Regions from separate parts of the Mus musculus genome. Here all the other regions are linked to region 1. Evidence: chromatin contacts called from public ChIA-PET and promoter capture Hi-C data. All regions are on one chromosome and are shown on one strand. Each heading gives the region's core, a stretch centred on a gene start, on an enhancer-like site or on the middle of the called end of the contact. The rest is flanking DNA. Distances are from core to core; before and after follow the strand shown.

Region 1 (3,924 bases), core at 769-3,268:
TGTACTGGCTGGTTTTGTGTGTCAACTTGACACAAGCTGGAGTTATCACAGAGAAAGGAGCTTCCCTTGAGGAAATGCCTCCATAAGATCCAGCTGTAAGGCATTTTCTCAATTAGTGATCAAGGGGGAAAGGCCCCTTGTGGGTGGTGCCATCTCTGGGCTGGTAGTCTTGGGTTCTATAAGAGAGCAGGCAGAATAAACCAGGGGAAGCAAGCCAGGAAGGAACATCCCTCCATGGCCTCTGCATCAGCTCCTGCTTCCTGACCTGCTTGAGTTCCAGTCCTGACTTCCTTGGTGATCAACAGCAGTATGGAAGTGTAAGCCGAATAAACCCTTTCCTCCCCAACTTGCTTCTTGGTCGTAATGTTTTGGGCAGGAATAGAAACCCTGACTAAGACAGGTATCCTCCAGGGAACACTTTGACTACACCTAGCTTTGCAACACTGTATCTACAGATTAAGAATCCAACTCTTGCCCATGTCACAATTAATCTCTTCCCTTTTTCTTTTTCTTCAGCTCTATTGAGGATATAGTTGACAAGGAGAATCTCCATCTATTTAAAGTGCAACACGTGATGTTCTGTCTCATGGGTACATGATACAAGCTCCCCCATATCAACCAGTCTCCCACAAAGGCTGAGAAATGAAGTGGCAGCTGTGGGTGGGACATTCCTCTTCTCTCCACCCCAGACTTTCCCCAAGGAGTGGCTCCTAATCCCAACTCATGATCGGCAGGCAGCGGAGAGCTTTCACTTCATTAGCAGAGGGGCTGGCTGGTCACGTGGTTTACAACCTCTAGGGTAAGAAACAAACAATACAAGAGACAGAAAGAAAGAACACACACCGGACCACACAGAGAAGTGGAAACCAGAGCTTTGAGGTATGGGCTGGAGATGGAAAGCCAGCTGGGAACAAACAATAAACCCTCTGAAGGGAGCAAAGTGCACTGGGAAGCCTGCAGGGTCAGGTGCAAAAGGAACAACAAAAACCAACGCTAGCTAACATCAGCAAAGTGCACTGGGAAGCCTGCAGGGTCAGGTGCAAAATGAACAACAAAAACCAACTCTAGCTAACATCCCCACTACCTCTTCCTTGCTGGGATGGATCCCAGTTAAAAAGTAAATACACTAACGGCTATGCTGCTGCAGGTGCAACAGGGGGAAGGGGATCACATCTGCCCAGGAGAAACAGGAGCATGACGATGGCTTCCATGGGGACAGTGGCTGCCCTTCCTACCAGACAGATAACCCATCTCCTCACCTGAGGCAGTTCGCACTGCCCACTTCTAGTTCCAAGTCTACATTGGAAATGATGAACCCGCACACACCAAAGCAACGGAACTGAAGTGGAGACTTAGGGAAGCAATTGCCCCCCGGGTCCCCAAATTTATCAATCAATAGGGGGTATAGAGAAGCCAGGGTGCAGGGGTCTGCATAGGCCCACCAGGTATCCAAGTAACACTGTCCCTGCAGGAGCTCACAATACCTGAGAGACGAGGTGGCCTAGAATGTGCAGAGAATGGGTTTTGATGCTTGGCAGATGTGGGATGGACCCTGTGCTGGGGTGGCTAGAGAAACAAACAATGAGCTGAACCATGAGTAAACAGAAGCTAAGGAGCCTGCACCCTCCCATTTGATAGGAAATCGAGGCCTTGACAGAGATTAATTATGAGGCCTCTGGACCTCACAGCCAGGTGCCAGGCAGGACAAAGATTACCTAGAAACAGTGTCCCTGTCCCTGCGTAATGAATGCTCCCCAAGAAACAAAACTGAACAACTAAAACGTTTAGCACAAAAGCCAGCCTATAACAATGACACACTGAAATAAAAACCACTGGCATACTGACAGATTTAAGTCTGACTCCCAGCAGGCGAAGGGAAAAAGAACCCAGGCCCAATGGTGGGTAAAGGTAACCAACTGCCAAGAGGAGACTCAAAGGGCAGCTCCGACAGCCTAGACAGCTTTCCCTCCTCTAACCACTTCCTCTTACACACACCCAAGGAGGCTGCTAAGGGTGGCAGGCTACTTCCTGTTTACCAAGCTCCTCCTACAGCCAATTACTGCTTCAACAAGTACTGCCCCAGGATGCATAAGGGACGGCCTCCCAGGTAGCTTCCATCTCCTAAAACTCCAGTGTGGCTCCACCTGATCCAGAAGTAGCTAGCTCAGAAAAGGACTGGGAGGGAGAGGGCAAGTGCTTTGTAGAGAGAGTGCTACCAGGAAATGACAGCAGAAGAGACCTAGGAGGGACAGCAGAGAACAGGCAAGACTGGCTTTGCTTCCAAGGGAGGAGCTAGAGCAGTGGGTCTCAACACTCCTAATGCCACCACCCTTTAGTACGGTTCCTCATGTTATGGTGACCCCCAACCATAACATTATCTTTGTTGCTACTTCATAACTGTAATTCTGCTACTGTTATGAAACATAATGTAAATATCTGATATTTGAACCTAGTGAAAGAAAGGGTTGTTTGACCCCTGAAGGGGTCACGACCCACAAGTTAAGAAGCACTGAGATAGCCGCCGTAGGAGACTGGAGTCTGGTGATTTGGTAAGTGGAGTTGAAGATGGACAGACAGCCTGGTGAGAAGACAGGCTCAGGGGAGAGAGGTAGGAGAGGAGGCCCGCAGAGCCTAAGGATGCAGCCATCTCTTGAGCCTTTCTGGGTCCCTACATGGGATAGGCACTTCAAAGGTTTCCAGCAACATGAACAAGCTGTGCAGAGGCTGGAGGGATGACTCAGTGGTTAGTGCACCTGCCTGTTCTTTCCCAGAGGAGCAAAGTTCGGAGTCCAGCATCATCAAGTCTAATGCCTATAACTCCAAAGCCCTTTTCTGGCTTCCGCGGGCGGGGGGGGGGGGGGGGGCGTGCACGCGGGCTCTCTCTCTCTCTCTCTCTCTCTCTCTCTCTCTCTCTCGCGCACGCACGCACACACACACACACACACACACACACACACACACGTTTAAACAATAACAGACTGTGGAGGTTACTCCATGCACAGCCACAGGTCTTCAGAGCCAAGGGCTTTCTCCAACCCTTCTCTCCTCCATCCCCGGTGGGGCACAGGCATTGGACAGAGAAGGAAGTGGCGGACTGCATAGAATAAAGGAAGGAGCCAGGTTGTCAGGCATAAAGACAATGTTAAGAGGCATACATCTATAAAGGATAATGCCAGTTGAAAGGGTGCCTACCCCAGACTCTGCCCACACGGCTTCTTAAGCATCCTGTTTCCATTTCAGATACCTTCTGGGAGGGAGGGAAGAGGATCCACACCGGCTGCAGGAGTGGGTGGCTACAAAAGGGAATGGCCTGCCAGCAGAGGGCGCCTGTTGCACCACTCTGCATTTCAAGGCTATACTGCGAGCTAATCCAATACAACGGCAGGTCCCAGAAACAGATGAATAAAGTCACCCCAACACTCAGCAACCATTGGGGACCCATTTCTCACAGTTACCCTGGTTCAGAGATTAGCAAAAAGGCTCTTAATCTCACTTGGAATCAGCTTTATATACAGTCACAGTCCATTAGTTCAAGCTATGTCTGTGAAGAACAAATAAATGAGCAAAACTAGACCAGTATGCAAACAAGGACACCGGGGACAACCGTCTACTTCTAATCTAAGTCATTTTAGGTCATGGTGTAGGTTAAATGCTAGGCACACATTGATTCTTGAGCTGCCAGGTGCTTGTAGGTTCTGGAAGAATAGCCCATTTCAACCAACCCCTCAAAACGCGTGCCAAAATCTGGCTTTTGTATAAATCCAAAGCTTCCTCCCGGTTCCTCACAGGAAGGGCTGGGCGCCTGGCTGCCCAGACGGGTTTAGTAAGGGAACCAGGTGCTCTGTGTGCATTACTGCTCTGTGGGCACCAAGTCAACTCCAAGGACCAGGGCTGCAGGTATGCCACTGTCTCTCTGCTGCTGCC
Region 2 (3,924 bases), core at 472-2,971, 450 kb after region 1:
AGGGCTACACAGAGAAACCCTGTCTCAAAACAAATAAACAAAAGGCAACCAACTAAACAATAACCAAAAAAAAAAAAAAAAAAAAAAAACCAAATATGGTTGAGGTCCTGGGTAAACACAATCGCTAAATGTCTGGCTTTTACTGGGCTCTGATATTTTCAAATAGCACATATTTATTGATAGACACAAGTATTCATGGCATGTATATGATTTTATGAATTAAGTAGATTTAATTTTAATACTATAATGACAAGAAATCTCATCACTTCCTTCCCTCTCACAAAACCCATGTCGAGTGCACTAATGATCAGTTTTAAACAAGTCAACCATGTTTCTTTTAAAAAGACTTATCCCCTTGCCTGGTCTCAAAGATATTGAAAAGTGAGCACACGAAGCCTATAACTGGTGGGTGGGAATAAAGGCAATATACTACTACAGGAGACATCATCAGCTTGTTACAAATTTTCTTGTAATAACCCAGGGATAATCAAATATTGCAACATTTAAGTATGATTGAGCCAAGGGTATGATATCTACAATATGTAGGATTGCTATTTAGTTTTATAACTTAAAATGGTCTATGATAATGGTGGCAAAGAAGGTCTTTGCAATAAATAACTACTTATACACATACTTCATATGCATATATGTGTATTTATATCCACACTTTACAAATAGGACCATGTCTAGCACATGGAGGATTTTAGTAAATATTTGGGTGAATATCAATATGAGAACTAATAGGATCTTTTCTCCCCTTCTTTTTTTTTTTTTAACAATTTTTAATTTTATTCACCTTAGTGCTTAGATGAAATGTGGAAAATAGGTGTTGATTATCTTTCTACCTTTAATGAGTTCTGAGGAGCCTCAGACTGAGCTATCACCTCGGATCCGCACCCCTCTTCCCCCTCCACACACCCCCCCCCCCCCGCCTCCCTCCCTTCCCCTTTCTTACTTCTCCTCTATTCCTTTCGTTTTTCTTTTCTTTGAAGACGCGTCTTATGCATCCAGGCTGGCCTCTAACTCTTATGCAGCCGAGGATGACATTCCGATTATCCTGCCTCCATTTCTCAAGCCTGGGGATTACAGTCGGATACTACTTCGCCAAGATAGAGTTTATGTGCTACTGGGCATAGAACCCGGGACTTCCAGCATGTTAGTTAGGCACTCCAGCAACTTAAGCTACTTGCCTGGCCCTCACATATCTTAATGGCAAGCCTCAGTTTTAGAGACATTAATTTAGCTTAAGGCAGGGCTGGGAATTCACAGAGGAATTGTTTCCTGTAGAAGAGAAAGTCAGCATAGCAAGTACCAGCTCCAAGATAAATAAAGTTGTTTTCTATATACATTGTACAAAGAATTTGGGTGGTTAAGAGAGTGAAGCGAATCTATTAATAAACCATTAGGGATATCCCAAGGAATGTTAATTCAGGAGCATATTTCTGAAGTTATGTTTACTTAGGTTTTCCCTTTAAAAAACCTAACTAATCATTTTCCTTATCAATATTTGTCACTGGTTGTCATAAACTCATTATTAATGGGACAAGCTCTCATATGCTTCCAACCTTGCTCAATACAGGCCCCAAGTGTTCCTTTAAGCCCCAAGAGGGAACCGACTTTGGCTGAAGCCGGTGCCCAAAGCCACACCCACTGCCAGGCCTTGGGACTTGGGGCTGGCCCAGAGGAGCCTCTGCTCACACTGCGCGTTGGAATCCGGCGACCGGAGCTCTGGTGTCCCCCGCAAGAGGTGCGACTGCCCCGCCGGCCCGCTGATGGATCAACCAAGGCCACTCGGTGCGCACCACCGACGCGCTCTAGCTCATTTGCATATAGACGGGCGCGGCGCTGCGACAGGAGGGAGCGCGGGCGCGGCCCCGGGCCGTGGCGCGCGCGCGCCCTGACAGCTCGGCCCAGCTCGCTCACTCGCTCGTTCCCGGCTTCCGAGCACAGCATGGCGGTCAAGGTGACTCCAACTCTCTGCTGCTGCTTTTATTGCATAAGAGACGTTCCAAGGGCCCCGAGTGCAGCCCCCCGCCTCTTTCCGTTGCTTTCTTTGCCTGGTTCTTAGCCAGTGCGTCCCGGGGCTCTAGATTGCGGGTGGAGAGCTGTGCTGGGCTTGGACCGGAGCGAAGAGGATGCCCGGCTGGGGGAGGGGAAGGAGGAGGGATCGTGAGTTGGAGGGGCTCCTGAGGACCATGGTCGGGAGGAGGAAAAGAGTAGTGTTTTGTCCTAGGTACATGGGATTGCGAGCACAGAGTTGGAGAGCATCAGAGAGGGACTGAGAGTCAGCGGGCAGGAGAACCGGGGATACCCAGGGCATCCGCGGTGGGGGAGGGGGTGGGTGTTGTCATTTGGGGCCACAATACAGCCCAGGGCACTGGTTGACATTTGCCTGGCAGGTTGTCAGATGTCGAAAGTATCCGTATTGTGGCAGCTCTCAAGGTTTAGGTCAGATGGAGAAAGGGTCGCCAAGATGACGATGTACTGTTTCTGCTTTCCACAAGAAAGGCTGCTAGGCCCGGCTATTAATTTGGCTGTTTTACATCTCCTGTTGCTCCTCTCTTGAGGCTCTCAGGATTTGTAGCTTGGTGGTTGCTACTGTATTGCTAGTAGTTGTGGAATAAAGTAAACGATTACATTGGTTTCCCTTTCCAGTTCACAGGAAGTGCCGTCTGTAATTTGCTCTATCTTGCACTATTCACACCCTTTTCTCCCACCCCTTAGCCGTAGATCTCCGGTTTGACAGGTGTTATCAGCAATTAAGCTTTGGGTTTGTTTTTAGACTAAATGACCTTATGAAAGATAAATGAGTTGTTAGCAGATGTAAACTATAATCTAAAGAGATTATGTGGTTTCTAGCTAAGCATTAACCAGTCATTCCCCCCCCCCCCTCAGGTGCATACAACCAAACGAGGTGATCCTCATGAGCTGAGAAACATATTCCTCCAGGTAAGTGAAAGAATTTTACATCAGGGAAAGAATGGGAAGAACATGATCGTTATTCCTCTTTAAGCTCTCTAACTTTGAGAAATGCTCTTCTCACAAACATGAGTGGAGGATGTCCTTTGTACTTGGTTTGTTTTGGTTTTTTTTTGAGACAGATTTTCCTTGTGTAGCTCTGGCTGTCCTGGAACTTGCTTTGTAGACCAGGCTGTCCTGGAACTCGGAGGATCTACCTGCCTCTGCCTCCTGAGGGCTGCGATTGGCTCTATACCCGGCCGTTTGTACTCTTAGTAAGAACGGATTGGAAAATTTTTCTTTCTATTGGGGATTGATATGAGGTTTTCCTGGAGTTGCTCTTTTTGTTTGCATGACTTAGGATGACTTATAAAATTTTCCTTCTCATAAATGTCTATGACATTTGTTGCACAGATAATTTATGACTATTGTAGTTGCGCTTTCTCCTCCCACTTATTGCAACCATAGATGGGGATGGGGGTAGGGGTTGGTACAACATGTTTGCTTTAGATTCTTTTGTAAGGAGGCTGGTAAGATGACTCAGTGGATAAAGGTGCTTTACCCAGAACCCATATAAATATCGAAGGAGAGAACTAACTATATAAAGTTGTCCTCTGACTTTCATATATCTGTGCATATGCACCAGTGCTCACACATCTGCTCCTTATAATAATAAATTATTTTTTAAAAAGGGGTGGGGAGAGATGGCTCTGCAGTTAAGAGCACTGTTCTAGAAGACCTGGGTTGGATTCCCAGCACCCATATGGCAGCACTCAGCCATCTGCAGTCCAATTCCAGGGAATCTGTCATCTACTTCTAGCCTCTGAGGACATCACATCACATGCATGTGGTGCATAAACATACACACGTTAAAAAAACGGAAGTCTTGCCGGGCGGTGGTGACACACGCCTTTAATCCCAGCACTTGGGAGGCAGAGGCAGGCGGATTTCTGAGTTCAAAGCCTG
Region 3 (3,924 bases), core at 915-3,414, 320 kb before region 1:
CACTGAGAAAACTATCTGACCAGGACTGCCAGAGGAGAGCCAGGGTATAGCAGCCTGACTCCCTGACTTGTTTCAGTAAGTAGAAGGTACCATCACACAGATCGCTACATAACGACAGCTGGACCTTAATCTACCTTTAGAAGCTACTACAAAAGGTGATTTTTCAGCCATGTGGGTCTTGACAGTTTGGCTAAGGTGCGAAGGTTCTTGGGCTGCTTCCATGAAAGGGACAATCATTGAAAGGCTTTGCACAACAGAGAGATAAGAATAGCAAGAAGGAGGAAAAGAGAGCTTTTGAAATTAAAGACAATTGGTATTATGCACTCATAATCCTAGAATCAGAAGGCTGAGCCAGGATGGTCAGGAGTTTGAGGCTAGCCTGGGGTCCTTAGTAAGACTCTATCCCAAAAAATAGGGAGGAGGTGGTGAGATAGCTCAACAGGTAAAAACACTTGCTACAAGCTTGACCTGAGTCCAATCCCAATTTTCCTCTGATTTCCATGCATATGGTATGGTGTATACTTAGGCAAACATTCACAGAATAAACAAATGAACGAGCAAATGTAATAAATAATAATTATTTTTTAAAAGGCTGCCACTTGACTAGGTCCAATTGAGTAATTATAATAAAGATATTAAGTTTGGGAAATCTGAATATTGGCTAGATGGATGTTTTTAAGGGAAATGATGGCAGCTGTTTTATCTAGTTGAAGTTCTGAATACATATGGAAAAGCCTATGTTTTCAAAAAGGCCTCCTAGCTGTGTGGGGATGTATACACGTAATCCTAGATACTGAGGAGGCTGAGGCAGGAAGACTGCAAGTTAGGCTAGTCTCAGGTGTGCAGGAAGACAGTGTGAAGAGAGGGAGGGATACAGGGAGAGAGGCAGAGAGAGCACCAAGTCCAGGCTCCTTAGCTTTTAGGAGATGGTAAAGGGGCTGTTAATGAGTCCAGACTTCCAAGTGTGGAGAATAATGCCAGAAAACAAAGACCACACGACAAGTCCCCCAGTTTCCAGAGAGAAGAGCAGGGCCAGAAAGTTATTAAATTAATAAGAGCAATGGGAGCCACCAAGTCTATTGGTGACTTTAACTGTGGAGGAATTCATTTAAAGTCCTGGGCAGAAGCCAGACTTCGTGGGGCTAAGTAAGTGGCTATGGATGAGAACATAATAGCTAATACATTATGTGAGATTATTTTGTGCCTGGCACTCTTTTAGACTCGTGACACATTTTGATTCATTTAATACAACAACCCTATAAGGAAACTGAGGCACAAGACATCAGTGGTTTGCCTGTGGTCATAGCTAGGAGACAGCATGGTTGATTTTTTTTTTAAACTCGGGCATTCCTAAGAGAACTGGTTATTCCTAGCTTAGCCAAGAGGGAGAAGAAAGGGAACTGAGGAGAAGGAGAGAAAAAAGGAAGGAAGGAAGGAAGAAAGGGAGGGAGGGAGGGAGGGGAGGAGGGAAGAAGGAAGGAAGGAAGGGAGGAAGGGAGGGAGAGAGGGAAGAAGGAAGGAAGGAAGGAAGGAAGGAAGGAAGGAAGGAAGGAAGGAAGGAAGGAAGGGAGGGAGGGAGGGAGGGAGGGAGGGAGGGAGGGAGGACTGGCCTCCCTCTTTCCAACTCCCTTTTTGGGGAGGCAGATGTGGGGAGGTGGGAGGGGCTATAGAGAAAGGCAGTGGCATCAAAACTGTAGGGTAGAAGTGAGAAATCTTGAAGATTCAAGACAAGCAAGGAGGTAGCCCTGCAGAAACTAACAAGTCAGGAATGATAGTGACCTTGGAGGAGAAAGGGAGAGGGGATGACGCTCACTGCCACGCCCATAGCTGCCCATCCAAGTGCCACAAGTTCAAATACTCCACGCACACTCACAGGCACCTGGAAGAGGGATGGTGGGATGGAGGAAAGAGGACTGAAGAGGTGGCTCAATAGTTAAGATCATGTACTGTTTTGCCAGAGGACTGGAACAGTTCCTAGCACCCATGTCAGATGTCTCACAACTGCTTCAAGGAATCTGATGCCCTCTGTGGCCACTAAGGGAACCTGCATGCATGTGCACAGACACATACATCAAAATAAAATCAACCTTTTAGAAAGTACCACACGACTCACCCTACCACTATTTTTAAACCTCAGCCAGATGTGGGTCTCTCATAGGAGCTCGGTTTTCTGCTGGCTTACATCGAAGGTGTCTACCACACACCACTTAGCTACACTTACATTTGTGTCATGAGTACCAAAGTTAAGCTGGCCATCACCTTCCTGTGTGGTAGAGCACCTAGCACCTAACAAAAGCCTCAGACTGGTAGGGGTCATTTAACAAGAGCAAATGACTTAAGCTTCTCTCTAAGGCCAATGGAGCTAAACTGAACTGGAGGTGGGTTCCTGGGTTCCAGACTCCACATGTGCCGAGTCAAACACAGCTCAGGAACCTATTTTGAAAAGGACACAGAAATGCTCCAAGCATGTGGATGTCCAGTATGTGGAATTCCCAGCCTGCACCAGAGCCGGCACTTGCTACTAGTGAATACCCCACAGCTCAGACCACGTGTGTATTAGCTCCAGTGTGAGCTGCTGGACTCTTACACCAGAGTCAGGGTGCCTCCTTTGTCATGCTGGTGTACAACATTTTGTTGTTGTTGTTACATGAAAACACATAGCACACAACAAATCTTCAGACACAAAACATTCACATTTCACTTACTGTCATTGTTAGAGCCCGTTTCCATAACACCATAGGGAGGAGCCAGAAGTCCGGCCATATACTGTCGGTATTTCTGCAAGATAAAATCAGACAAGATTGAGAAGTCAGCTTTGTTCCTTTATTTACATGTGAAAGAACAGAGACCCTGGGTATCTGAGGCTCTTATTTATAGAGCCAGGAAGTATGCTCTCTGGGGCTCTGGGTTTAAACTAAAGATGTGGGGTTCAGGGAGGGGCTTCCTAGGTGAGACTGTGTGTTTCCTCTGCCCAGGGCAGGGCTCCACTCAGCTGCTTCATTTACATGGTATGCATTTGTAGAGATGGAGTGAAGGGGTTCCTACCTCTCCACACCCTGTACACTCAGGCACCTGAGAAGCAGTGCTGAGTGTTTACAGGCTCAGATCACAGTAACCTTGCTGCCTACCTCCTCTGAGGTGAATGCCTCCGAATCAGCCTCTTTCAAAGCCAAAAGAAATGCTCAGCGGCTCCTGGAACCTGTCTCTATGAAAGAAGCCCGACTGGCTGCTGTTTGCCTCCTTCCTTTCATAGGGCACACCTGCCTGCTATGTGACCCCTCCAGAGCACTTTTGTTACATTGTCAAATAAAAACCATCTGGCTTAATTTAGACGCTCCTGGATTGTCTTCCCCTGGCTTTTGGTCCAGGCATGCTCTGAAACTTGGGGCTCCGGGATGTATGTGATTAGTGTCTGTGTTGTGTGGGAGGGATAAGGTTTTGAGCATCAGGCTAGAAAGGAGGGGCATTTACAATGAATGAAAGGTGAACGCTCTCAGGCAATAAATGCAGCTTCCTCCCTTGCACAATGAAACGTGGGTAATTTTACTGATTGTGTGGTATCATGTATATTTATGGTTTGTAATCACAGTGACACACATACATGCACGTAAATGTTAAACAGCATCAAAAGAGCCAGCTCCCGATTCATGTGTGTCATACAAACACCAGCAGAAAGACTTCATCTGTAGCAATGGGCAGCTGGTGACACGTGGTACCCAGTAACCATCTGGTCCATTTTAACAGTGTTGTCATGGTACTTTCTCTAAAGAGCCTTCTAACCAAGATATGACTAGCTCCTCCCACCCCCCTTTTTTTCCCTCTTAGTTAGGAAGCACTAAATCAGCTTGTGTGCATGCTAACATTAAGATGGCAGATTTCCTCAGTCTCTGAGCTCATCACTCAGACATGCTTACAGCACCAAAC

The links. Promoter capture Hi-C pulls out the DNA fragments that hold promoters and counts their contacts. ChIA-PET counts read pairs in DNA pulled down with a chosen protein or histone mark.
Region 2: a promoter capture Hi-C map of liver shows a contact between it and region 1, with 4 times the contacts expected there. The contact joins the promoter of Slc25a12 here to the enhancer-like site in region 1. A contact is called at or near these places in 10 of 39 promoter capture datasets (the 3T3-L1 cell line, frontonasal cranial neural crest, hippocampal neurons and 6 more), 3 of 484 Hi-C or Micro-C datasets (bone marrow-derived macrophages, cortical neurons and liver), 6 of 115 datasets of contacts at active chromatin or transcription factors (the NIH/3T3 cell line, astrocytes, embryonic forebrain and 3 more) and 1 of 9 other capture datasets (liver).
Region 3: an RNA polymerase II ChIA-PET map of memory CD8 T cells shows a contact between it and region 1, with 11 read pairs. The contact joins two enhancer-like sites. A contact is called at or near these places in 2 of 39 promoter capture datasets (liver and stem cell-derived epiblast-like cells) and 1 of 115 datasets of contacts at active chromatin or transcription factors (memory CD8 T cells).

Annotation. Positions count from the first base shown.
Region 1 is chr2:71,812,300-71,816,223 of GRCm38.p6, reverse strand. All of the region lies in intron 1 of Itga6 (integrin alpha 6), which reads right to left. Among named protein-coding and RNA genes, the nearest start is that of Itga6, 27 kb to the right of the region's middle. Within about 2 kb of position 2,018, at least 203 of the 459 cell types and tissues checked have an H3K27ac peak or open chromatin away from gene starts, as enhancers often do. A contact at or near this core is called in astrocytes, bone marrow-derived macrophages, liver and 5 more, where this site is marked.
Region 2 is chr2:71,365,552-71,369,475 of GRCm38.p6, reverse strand. Slc25a12 (solute carrier family 25 (mitochondrial carrier, Aralar), member 12) reads left to right here and starts at 1,721. Exons shown (of 18, transcript NM_172436.4): 1 at 1,721-1,963; 2 at 2,896-2,949. The coding sequence starts at 1,952.
Region 3 is chr2:72,136,096-72,140,019 of GRCm38.p6, reverse strand. It overlaps Rapgef4 (Rap guanine nucleotide exchange factor (GEF) 4), which reads right to left. Exons shown (of 31, transcript NM_001204165.1): 5 at 2,706-2,778. Among named protein-coding and RNA genes, the nearest start is that of Gm29940, 83 kb to the right of the region's middle. Within about 2 kb of position 2,164, at least 29 of the 459 cell types and tissues checked have an H3K27ac peak or open chromatin away from gene starts, as enhancers often do. A contact at or near this core is called in memory CD8 T cells, where this site is marked.